Linked DNA regions of Ovis aries: region 1 is linked to region 2. Evidence: chromatin contacts called from public Hi-C data. All regions are on one chromosome and are shown on one strand. Each heading gives the region's core, a stretch centred on a gene start, on an enhancer-like site or on the middle of the called end of the contact. The rest is flanking DNA. Distances are from core to core; before and after follow the strand shown. Region 1 has its middle 35 kb from the start of TMSB10. Region 2 has its middle 4.7 kb from the start of DNAH6.

Evidence for each region. Hi-C and Micro-C count contacts between places; a contact is called where the count stands out from the background.
Region 1: a Hi-C map of liver shows a contact between it and region 2, with 5 times the contacts expected there. The contact joins two enhancer-like sites. A contact is called at or near these places in 2 of 16 Hi-C or Micro-C datasets (hypothalamus and liver).

Annotation. Positions count from the first base shown.
Region 1 is chr3:56,732,699-56,738,307 of ARS-UI_Ramb_v3.0, forward strand. No RefSeq gene overlaps it. Among named protein-coding and RNA genes, the nearest start is that of TMSB10, 35 kb to the right of the region's middle. Within about 2 kb of position 1,828, at least 14 of the 54 cell types and tissues checked have an H3K27ac peak or open chromatin away from gene starts, as enhancers often do. A contact at or near this core is called in liver, where this site is marked.
Region 2 is chr3:56,361,893-56,367,846 of ARS-UI_Ramb_v3.0, forward strand. No RefSeq gene overlaps it. Among named protein-coding and RNA genes, the nearest start is that of DNAH6, 4.7 kb to the right of the region's middle. Within about 2 kb of position 2,084, at least 2 of the 54 cell types and tissues checked have an H3K27ac peak or open chromatin away from gene starts, as enhancers often do. A contact at or near this core is called in liver, where this site is marked.

The DNA of each region.
Region 1 (5,609 bases), core at 578-3,077, 370 kb after region 2:
GGTCACAAAGAGTCAGACACGACTGAGCAACTGAACAATAACAACCACCTGTGACGTGCTCTGGGTCAAGCCTGCCTTGTTTGTGGCTGATGTTGGCTCAGAAGATCTCCCTAATGATTAACAAAAGTTGAAAACCAAGCCAGCTCTCAAGCCACGGTCCTTCCAGAATGTACCAGGAAGCAGCCACACGGGGTGGGAAGCTAGATTCCAGAGCCTGACTACAATCTCAGCATCCCCTGAGGAACCCATCCACAGCGCTCTCTACAGCCTGCAGGTGATCAAACAGCCTTGCTACTGACTGACTGGTCTCCACTAGATGGACAGCCTTCCTACGTCCCTAGCCCAGGGTGTTATAGGAACACAGTGTGGCTTCCTGGGCAACCCGTTCGCCAGGAATGGCTCAGTGAGGTCACCCTCTTCCTCGCTGTGGTTAGGACAATGAATAAAGTCACGCGACCTCTGATGCTGCGCAGGAATCAAAGAAGGTGGGCTTCCGAGGGCGCAAGGTCTACGACCACCCACCACACCAGGGCTCCACAGAGACTGAAACCACAAACTCGCAAAATTCAACTTCCACACCGCTCATAAGAGAGGGACTTTAGAAAGGCAGAAAATTTCGAGAGTAAGAAAATTGATCATGAAAAGGGAGCGCTCTCCTCGAAAGAGGTCCAGAGCCGGAGACGCCAGACCTACGGGGTTTCCGCTCGGCTTCTGCTCCAATAGGGCTGGGGAGGCCCGAGCAGGTGACTGGGCCTCTCTCACCTAGGTTCCCCTCACCGCAAAACGCGTTCTAACGAGGCGCACAGTGCGTGTCAGACCCGGTCTATCCAGGAAAGCGCTCCGTGACGTGGAGCACAAATGTCCCTCTGTGAGCCTCAGTTTCCCATATCAGTAAATTAGGGGGATGACTCCAGTTCTCCCAAATCCCTCCTAAGTTAAAGTGTGCTCAGTCGTGTTTGACTCTTTGCAACCCCACGGACTGTCCATGGAATTCTCCAGGCCAGAATACCCTTTCTCTTCTCCAGGGGATCTTCCTGACCCAGGAATCGAACCGGAGTCTCCAGCATTGCGGGCGGATTCTTTACCAGCTGAGCTATCAGGGAAGCTCCAAATCTCTCCTAATTCAGGCACTGAATAGACAAAGGTTAAATCAAGCTGTTGCTGCGGGCTTGTTACCATTCCTTAAGAGCAGAAATGAAACTCTAGGGAAGAGCGGGCAGCTCAAACCTCAAAGAAAATGAGCCCAAGTTCCGGGCCCACCGGGTCTTCGCGGGTTCGAGCCCGAATCTCCAGCGAAGCAGGCTGGCGAGACTCAGGAGTTCTGGCCCGAGACCTTTCGGTTGACAAACGGCTGGGCCGTGGGACAGAGTCTCATGTGGCCGGAAGGCTGCGCCCCCGCCGGAAAGGGGAACCGGGGGTCGCGGCGAGAAGTGCGAGCTAGGAGGCACCGCCAAGGCAGGTGGGAGTCTGGCCTGCTGAGTCGGATCGGGGTCCGAGAGCGCGGAGTTTGGCGAGGATGGGAGGTAACCACCCCACCCCCCGGGAGGTGCCAGGAGGCTGCAGCGTCCGCGCCTACTGCGCGCCTTGTTTGGGGGTTGGAGCTCGCGGTTGGCAGAGGCGGGCTCGCGGCGCGGAGGGGCTGAGCTCACGGGCCGGAGGCAGAGGGTCCGCAGCAGGAACCAGCTCCAGGGACTCCTCTCGGCGACTCCGAGGCCCGGGACGCAGAGGCAAGGAAGGACTCAGCAGCGGCTGCCCATCCCAACTAGTCGGCGACCTAGAGGCTGCGGACTCTCTGAGCGCCGTCCGTGGCGCACTGGAGATCCGGGGAGCCTCTCGCCGGCTCCCTTCAGGGTTGGCGCGGCCGCCTCTGGGCGGGGCTGGAGCGAGCCGGGTGGCTGCCACGAGGGGCTAAATCCCGACCCCACTCAACCGCTCTGCGGCCCACCAGCCCCGCGCGGAGTCGGTCTCGGGAGCTCTGGCCGGGCTTCTCCCGCCCAAACCCAGCCCTGGCCGCCCGACACTTTGTGAGCCGGATAGAAGGGAGAAGTGAGACTCCAGGACTGTCTTCTAAATTCGAACGAAAATCGTACTGCCTCCTGTCCTGTCTGCGTTCCTACTGCCAATCCTGAGGGTGACTCTTGTTGGAAAGAAATAGACCAAAGAAATAAATGAAAGGCTGTTTTTAAAGGCAAGTTCATTTAAACGAAGGGAATCGCGCGGAAGTCTTGTGTGTGTGTAAAAGAGGGGAATAATCAGTGTGTGCATTCACTTAAAACCCGGAACCACGAAAGCCAGCAAGCACTCCATTAAGTGCTTTCTTAAGGGATTTGGAGGGGTAATAAAAAGGATTACTGCAAAGATTAAATGATTAATTTAGGAAAAGCACCTCCGCAGAGCTTCCCAGATGACGTTAGTGGTAAAGGAGAAGATGCCAGAGACACAGATTCAATCCCTGGTTCGGAAAGAACGCCTGGAGGAGGGCATAGCATTCTCCTGGAGAATCCTGTGGACAGAGGCCGTTCAGGCCACAGTCCATGAGGTCGCAAAGAGTCGGACGCGACTGAGCGACTTAGCAAGAACGCAGACGCACACAGTAGGTCTGCAAATTTTCCACTCCAAACTCCCCACGGGGCTTTTAACAGCAGGGGCCCTGGAGGGAAAAAAAAATTATAAAAGCAACTGGCCTTTCCCACCTCCCACCCAAGGCCTGAGGGTACTCCACCTCCCTTGACAGCCCAGACTCCTGCTTGATTAACTTCCTAGTGTTGTTTAATGGCGCATTCATAGGCAGGGGATCTTAATTGTTTTAATTCCCTGTCCTCTACGTGCGTTTGGGAAATCTGATGGAAATTTAGAATGGGGGTCGAGGAGAGGGTAGCCCTGATTTGCACACAATGAGAGGAGTTTTCTTAGCCTCAGGTTCCCACCTACAGTACTTCCAATTAAGCGGGGGAGGGGGCTTGTTTTGGCGTTCTCTGTTTTGTTTTGTTTGGGGGATAGCCTCACCCGTGTGGCAAGCTTTGTCTTAGTTCCTCAGCCAGGAATATAACCCTAACACCCTACATTAGAAGCCCGGAGTCCTTACCACCAGGGGAGTCCCCCAGAAACCCAGCTTTTAAAGGACAGGTGTTTCAAACTTTGATTCCACGGGGATTTCGGCTTAGGAATTGTGCGTGTGTGTGTTTGTGCGTGTATAATCTCTAACTTCCCTGATCTAAAAGTGAGGATTTACTTTCTAGAATTGACTTCTCCTGTCTTGAAATGATGCCTTCCTTTCAGCCCCAGGCTATTTTTTGGTCCCCAAGCCGACCCAGAAGGCAGCCTGTCCCAATTTTCAAGGTGACAGCGCCGCCACCTACTGGCAAAAAAAGTTCTCTCTGGTTGTGAGGTACAAGCATCAGGAACCCCTAAGGAAGGAATTAGCTATTATTTCATACTCTTTCCCCCACTCCAAATGAATTCTCATCCAATGTGCAGAGACTAGAAGGAAGAGGGAGGGGAATAATGTGTCAGAAAACATAATTGAGCTTGTTAATTTCCTCTTGTCTCTTTTCTGAGTGAAAGTGAAAGTTTTAGTCATTCTGTCCAGTGCGACTCTTTGTGACCCCATGGACTGTAGCCAGACAGGCTCCTCTGTCCTCGGGATTTCCCAAGCAAACATACAGGAGTGGGTAGCCATCCCCTGCCCCAGAATATCTTCCCCATCCAGGGATCGAGCCTGGGTCTCCTGCATTGTAGGCAGATTCTTTACATCTGAGCCACCAGGGAAGCCCAGTCTCTTTGGAAAAGAAAAGTCTCTTCTCTATTCCTTTGATTTCTACTCTTACCTTTATTATGTCCTTCCTATACTTACTTTGGATTTACTTTTCTTTTTCTGTTAATAACTTCTTAAGGTGGAACCTTAGATCATTGACTTTTTAAAAATATTTATTTGGCTGCTCAGAGTCTTGGTTGCAACATGTGGGATCTAGGTCCCTGACCAGGGATGAAACTGGGTCCCCTGCATTGGGAGTGTAGAGAGTCCTGGCCACTGGACCACCAGGAAGTCCAGATCATTGGCTTTTAAACTTTCTCCTTTTCTAATACAATTATTTACAGCTATCAATTTCCCTTGAAGCACTACTCTAGCTGCATCGCACAGATTTTGAAAAGGTTTATTGTCGTTACCATGATGTTGGGAATACTTTCTAATTTCCTTGTTGATTTTTTTTTTTGATCGTGCATAGTTTAGCAGAATGTTATTTAATTTCCAAGTTATGGGTTTTTCCTAGATATTTTGTTGTTGTTGATTTCCAATCTAACTCCTTTATAATCAGAGAACAAACTAAGTATAATTTAAAATATTTTAAATTTACTGGGATTTGTTTCATGGCCCAGGATATGGTCAGGCACTGAATTTGAAACATCTGGTATATAGATAAATTCGTTTCAACACTTTTTTAGTAGGACTTCCTGCCTTTGTTAGACCCATCATTGAATGCATGCTAAGTTGCTTCAGTCATGTCTGACTCTTTGGACTGTAGGCCACCAGGCTCCTCTGTCCGTGGGATTCTCCAGGCAAGAGTATTGGAGTGGGCTGCCATGCCCTCCTCCAGGGATCTTCCCAACCCAAGGATCGAACCCACATCTTTTTTTTTTTCCATGTCTCCTGCATTGTCAGGTGGGTTCTTTACCACTAGTGCCACCTGGGAAGCCCAAGACCCATCCTTACAGAGATTTTATTCCACAAGTCATTCTGTGTTCAAAAGTTCAGAGAATCACATCTACCCTACATACATTGTCCCCCATCACTCTAGGGTACTACCTTTGACCTGGTGACCAGCAGGTGGGGACGGCCTGGTCCTCACTTACCTTCTAAAGGCATCTGGGCTGAAGGTCTTCCTTGCTTCCCTTTCATGGTCAGGAAGGAGATGCTAAAGATCCCTGTAGCCTGCTCTCTGCCTCTCCAGAAAGTTTTTTTTTTTTTTTTTCCGGAAAGTTTTTGTATCTGATTCAACTCCCTCACTTGAACATTTTTCTTGATCCATACCACTTACATCCCACTGTCACAGACCCGATTTTGTCTTTCCCTGATCCTTTCTGTCTCTCCTTCAAGTACAGTTGATATCCCAGCAACCCTCCTTCTGTCCACCTACTCTTAAATTCTTTTGTGCTCCTACCAATGGCTTCCTGAATTTACACCAACCTGTGAGTCTTGGTCCCTTCATAAATGTCACCTGAGGAAATAATACCCTGGATATCTTTTTGTTCTTTCCCCAAAATCAGATCTTTCTTCAAAAGCAAAGCTTTCAGGATACACAGAAGATTTGCCATGGCTTCCTCTGCACCTCTGTGCCTTTGCCCAGCCTGGCTATACCAACTGTCTAAGTCCTGAGTCACTTACTACATGACAGGTTTCCAGAAATGGTCCAAACAGCTGCTTCCTGGTATTCATACTTTTGTTCAATCCCCTGTCCTAACTTGCTTCTAACCTATGACTTGTTGTCCTAACGAGTGGAATGTGGCAGAAGAGGGTATCCTGTGACTTCCTTCTAACGAGTGTAATGTGGCAAGAGGGATGTGATATCCATGGAGTAACAAGCTTTCTAGAGTCTCTCTCCCTTGGCGTC
Region 2 (5,954 bases), core at 834-3,333:
GCGCCGTAGAATTGATGCTTTTGAGCTGTGGTGTTGGAAAAGACTCTTGAGAGTCCCTTGGACTGCAAGGAGGTCCAACCAGTCCATCCTAAAGGAGATTAGCCCTGAGATTTCTTTGGAGGGAATGATGCTGAAGCCACCTCATGCAAAGAGGTGACTCATTGGGAAAGACTCTGATGTTGGGAGGGATTGGAGGCAGGAGGAGAAGGGGACAACAGAGGATGAGATGGCTGGATGGCATCACTGATTCAATGGACATGAGTCTGAGTGAACTCTGGGAGTTGGTGATGGACAGGGAGGCCTGGCGTGCTGCATTTCATGGGGTCGCAAAGAGTCGGACACGACTGAGCGAATGAACTGAACTGAAAGAAACTGGAAGGTTGAAAGGGAGGGTTTCAAAGAAGGAAGGTTAAGGCAAGACATTTCTGCTCTCAAATAATTTTATTTTTTAATCTAAGTGTGTCACTGTTTTCATTCTAAATTTGAGAGATTTGTAATCTTGCAAGTTGTTTTTCTATTTTATTTACTTATTTTTGGCTGTGCTGGGTCTTCGTTGCTGCATGCAGGCTTTCTCTAGTGAGTGGCTACTTTCAAATTACTGTGTGCAGGTTTCTCATTGCACAGGCTTCTCTTGTTTCAGAGCAAGGACTCTAGGCCACATGAGCTTCAATAGTTGTGACTCTCAGGCTCAGTAGTTGTGGCACGTGGGTTTAGTTGTCTCTTAACATGTGGAATCTTCCTGGAGCAGAGATAGAATCTATGTCCCCTGCATTGGCAAGTATATTCTTAACCACTAGACCACCAGGGAAATCCTTCAAATATTTTAAAAGAGATCATGGGGGCAATTTGCAGAACTGGCTAGAAAGTATATTTTGACATCTACTAAAAGAAAAGAATCTTTCAGATAACTAGAACTGTTCAGCAGTGGCATAGAAGTCACACATTTTTTGTAGCTGGAAGTGATCAGAGATGAAAAGCCCACCTTTTAAACACCATTCCTGCCTTGTATATCCAGCGGACCTACTGGACAATCATTCTGATCTCTTTAACAGAATTTAATTTGATATGCAGTGAGTCACCTGAGAATTATTTAAAATACAGACTGATTCAGGAGATGTGGGGCAGGACCTGAGATCCCACAATTTAACAAGTTCCTGGGGGGGGGGTGCCAATGCTGCTGGCTCATGGAGCACACCTGGAACAGCAAGGACTTGTGGCTGAGGCCCTTGGACTTGGTTGGACATTGGAATCACATGGGGAAGAGGTCATTGGATAAAACCCTGATGCTTGGGTCTCTCACTCTTAGAGAGTTTAATTAGCATGGCATCTGGCCTGGGCATCAGGGGGTTTCAAAACTCTCCTAGTCAGTCTCAATACACATAATGTTTTTGGCCTTTCAGAAACATTCAACACTGGCTCAGAGATCACTTCCGTAAAAATCTTTAATTGGAATATAATTATCTGGGCTTGGGCGGGTCTTCTCATTCTTGAATAATTAACATTGGTTCAGCATTTTGGAGGAAAAATTTTTGTTGTTGCTGTAACTGTTTAGTGGCTAAGTCGTGTCTGACTCTTTGCAGCCCCATGGACCGTAGCTCACTAGGCTTCTCTGCCCATGTGATTGCCCAGGCAAGAATATTGCAATGGGTTGCCGTTTCCTGCTCCAGGGATCTTCGGGAGAGCTCCCAGAAATTGAACTCCTGCAGGTGGGTCCTTTACCCCTGAGCAACGTGGGAAGTTCAAACTCTGTGCTTCAAATCCACCTTTGGCAGTACATCTATTTGACCACACGGTGGTGATAGAGCAACAGAATATGATACCATCACGGCCACCACCCCCTTCACCACTTCCGATGGGCAGAGTTCCCAACTCTGAGCGGCGATTGATCACAGACTCCTTTGAAAGTCAAACAGCTGAGAACAAAACATGATTACAATTTCTTGTAGGTATTTTTTAAATTCGTTTTTATTGTAATATAGTTGCGACACAACGTTGTGTCAGTTTCTACTGTGTAGCAAAGTGAATCACCTAAACAAACACTTATCTCCCCTCTCTCAATTTCCTTCTGTTCAGGTCACCACAGTGCATTAAGCAGAGTTCCCTGTTCCATACTGTAGGTTCTTATTAGTTATCTCTTTTATACACAGTATCAATCACATCAATCCCAATCTCTCAATTCCTCCCACCCATGAACACAACTTTAAGCAGTTTTACAGACCCTGAAACTAAACTGTGAACAGTCAAGATTAAAGGTGGGTTATCCCACCACCACCACATAAATTATAAGGAGCCTGACCACCCCCACATCCATTCTTATCTGCGGCTGAGCTTACTTCCTGCTTCACGGAGAAAGAGAAGAAATCTGGCCCAAATCTACCAATCCATCTAGTCTACTTCCACCCTCCTTCCCTCCACATGGAGGAAGGTGTGTCTCGTTTACACTGAAGGCTAAATCCTCCACCAGTGTCCCTGCTCCATTCACCCTGGCCTCCACCAAATTCATGGTCCCTCTATTTTATGCGCTCATACATTTTCTTTGTTAACTTAAAAATAACTCACTTTTCCAGAAAGAACACTGGAGTGGGTAACCATTCCCTTCTCCAGGGGGATCTTCTCGACCCAGGGATCAAACCTGGGTCTCCTGTCTGAGCCACCGTCTGCTTTTTTGTTTACAAAAGCAGTACACAGCTTTTATTTTTGAATATACAGAAGAGCAGAGTATAAAATACCCACAAATCTCATAAACTACTATATTTTTCTTCCATACAGTTTGCTGAGTTTACATACATTTCTGCTTGTAAAAATATAATCATATTATGCAAACTGTTTTATGACCTATTTAATGTAACATCTTTTAATCTTCATACATTTTCACCTGTAGATGTGATTCCTAGCCAGAGATGTTCATTTGATTTACATATAGAGATTTTTAAGCTTATATTTGCCTAAATGCCAATATCAAAGATCCCTATTTACCAGGTCTGGCATGAGCCTGGAAATCAGTATGTTTAGAAAAGCCTCACATGATTTTTGGGCTTCCCTAGTGGCTCAGATGGGAGACCAGGGTTCGATCCCAAGGTTGGGAAGGTCTCCTGGAGAAGAGAATGGCTACCCACTCCAGTATTCTTGCCTGGAGAATCCCATGGAAAGAGGAGCTGCGAGGGCTACAGTCCATGGGGTGGCAAACAGTCAGACATGACTCAGCCACAAACACTTTCACTTTCATACTTCCAAGTGATTTTGAAGTGTAATTCTAGGAATAATTGTTACTCTTTTTAAAAGTTTGTGCATACAATTTTATTATTTCTTGAATAAATTTTACTAAAGTGTAACTTACACACAATTGGCTACACACACTTCAAGTATACAGTTTGGTTTCTTTTTTTTTTTTTTGCCATAACATTGGTATATGACATAAATCTCAAGCATATAACATTGTACACATTATTTTAACTTTTGTATACACTACAGTGTGCTCACCACCAAAAATTTAGTTTCCACCCATCATCATAGAGTTGACCCCCATTTTTTCCTCTCTACCACCTGCAGTCCCCCTGGCAATCACATCTCTGCTCTCTGTAATACCTATGTTTTTGTTTGCTTTGGTTTGTTAATTTATTATTATTATTTTATATCCCATATATGAATGAGTGAAATAATATGGTCTTTGTCTTTTTCTGTCTTATTTCATTTAGCATAATACCTTCAAGATCCATACTTATTGTCTCAAATGGCAAGATTTTGTTTTTTAATGGCTGAGTAGTATTCTGTTGTGTATACGTACCACGTCTTCTCTATCCCTTCATTATTCATGGGCTTTAGGTTATTTCCATATTTTGGCTATTGTAAATAATGCTGTGATGAACATAGGGGTGAATATATTTTTTCTAATATATTAGAAAATATGTATTCTTTGCATAAATAGCCAGAAGTGGAATAGCTGGACTACACAGTAATTGTATTCTCGAATTTTTGAGAATCTCTATACTGTTTTCTATTCTATGGTGGTTGTACCAATTTACATTTCCATCAACAGGACTCTGTTGTTATGATTCTCTTATTCTTGTGAGTTCAGCAATACAGTTAAAATAATGTGCCTTGGAGTTTATCCAAATACACAGGAGTTTTGCTTCAGGAATTTTTAAGAATATAGTCTACCATACCTCCAGTAGCAAAATTGCATGACTAATATTTTGGAACTTTAACTTAAATTTCATGAATCTGAATGTGTATCTTAGCTCTATCATTTACCACTTCTCTAGTGATCTTGGGTGAATCAACCTCTTTAAGGCTCAATTTCCTTTTTGGTGGAATAGATATAATAATACCTCTAAAACAATATGAGCTGGTGCAATGAACAGTATAATAGTAGAAAACATTTTACAAAGGTCCAGCATATAAAACTTAACTTAGTGCTCAATAAATATTAAGCATTTTCACTTAGTATTACTGTTTTCATAATCTGTTCTTGTAAATCTTTTGTAGCCTAGTTCTTTAGCTATGAGATGGGAATTTCAGGTTTGTTGGATATATTTGAGAGAACAAATGAAAAATATATAGCATAGTACAGTGGAAATAGTGTCAGACTTTATTTTTTGGGGGCTCCAAAATCACTGCAGATGGTGACTGCAGCCATGAAATTAAAAGACACTTACTCCTTGGAAGAAAAGTTATGACCAACCTAGATAGTATATTCAAAAGCAGAGACATTACTTTGTCAACTAAGGTCCGTCTAGTCAAGGCTATGGTTTTTCCTGTGGTCATGTATGGATGTGAGAGTTGGACTGTGAAGAAGGCTGAGTGCCGAAGGATTGATGCTTTTGAACTGTGGTATTGGAGAAGACTCTTGAGAGTCCCTTGGACTGCAAGGAGATCCAACCAGTCCATTCTGAAGGAGATCAGCCCTGGGATTTCTTTGGAAGGAATGATGCTAAAGCTGAAGCTCCAGTACTTTGGCCACCTCATGCGAAGAGCTGACTCATTGGAAAAGAGTCTGATGCTGGGAGGGATTGGGGGCAGGAGAAGAAGGGGACGACAGAGGATGAGATGGCTGGATGGCATCACGGACTCGACGGACGTGAGTCTGAGTGAACTCCGGGAGATGGTGATGGACAGGGAGGCCTGGCGTGCTGCGATTCATGGGGTTGCAAAGAGTCGGACACGACTGAGCGACTGAACTGAACTGAACTGAACCTGGCACATAAGCACTCAATAAATAGGAACAATCATTGCTATTGCAGAAACTATGAAACAATTAACATGCAATAAACAAAGCTCCTATTTGTGTTGATATATTAGGTATTCAATAGGACTGAATAGCAATCCACTCCAGTATTCTTGTCGGGAAAATCCCATGGACAGAGGAGCCCGGCGGTCTACAGTCCATGGGATAGCAAAGAGTGAGACATGACAGAAGCAACTGGGTATGTATGTATTTGATAATGGAGATAACATCTTGCCACATTAAAAAAAAATAAGTTGTGAGAGATTTGATGAGTAGTGTTCAATATAGCAATACCTTCATAAAACTCTGTGTGTCCATGTCTCCTCTCCTCACCATTCTTGGCTCTAGGAATGAAATCCTTAGCTTCATAAACTAACATTACTAACATAAACTAACATACAGACACCTTCATCTACTAACAAAAGGATTCTTGACCTGAGGAGCAATAGATTTTTGTCTCCCACTGCATAAACTTTGAAAGGAACAGATAAAAATATTCATTGCACATCCAAAATGTAATCTATTTTGGGAGGTGTGTCTTACATTACATATTATTATAATATGCTTTGATGTATATTGGGTTGGTTTTGAATTTTTTTCATGATTAGTTTGTATTTTATTCACTCTGATTGATTGCCTGTGTGTACCTTATGATGTCTACATTTGAGGTTTTTGATTGTTTCTAAACTGAAGTTTCTCTCTTGCTGTTCCCTAGTCCTGATTAAGGATT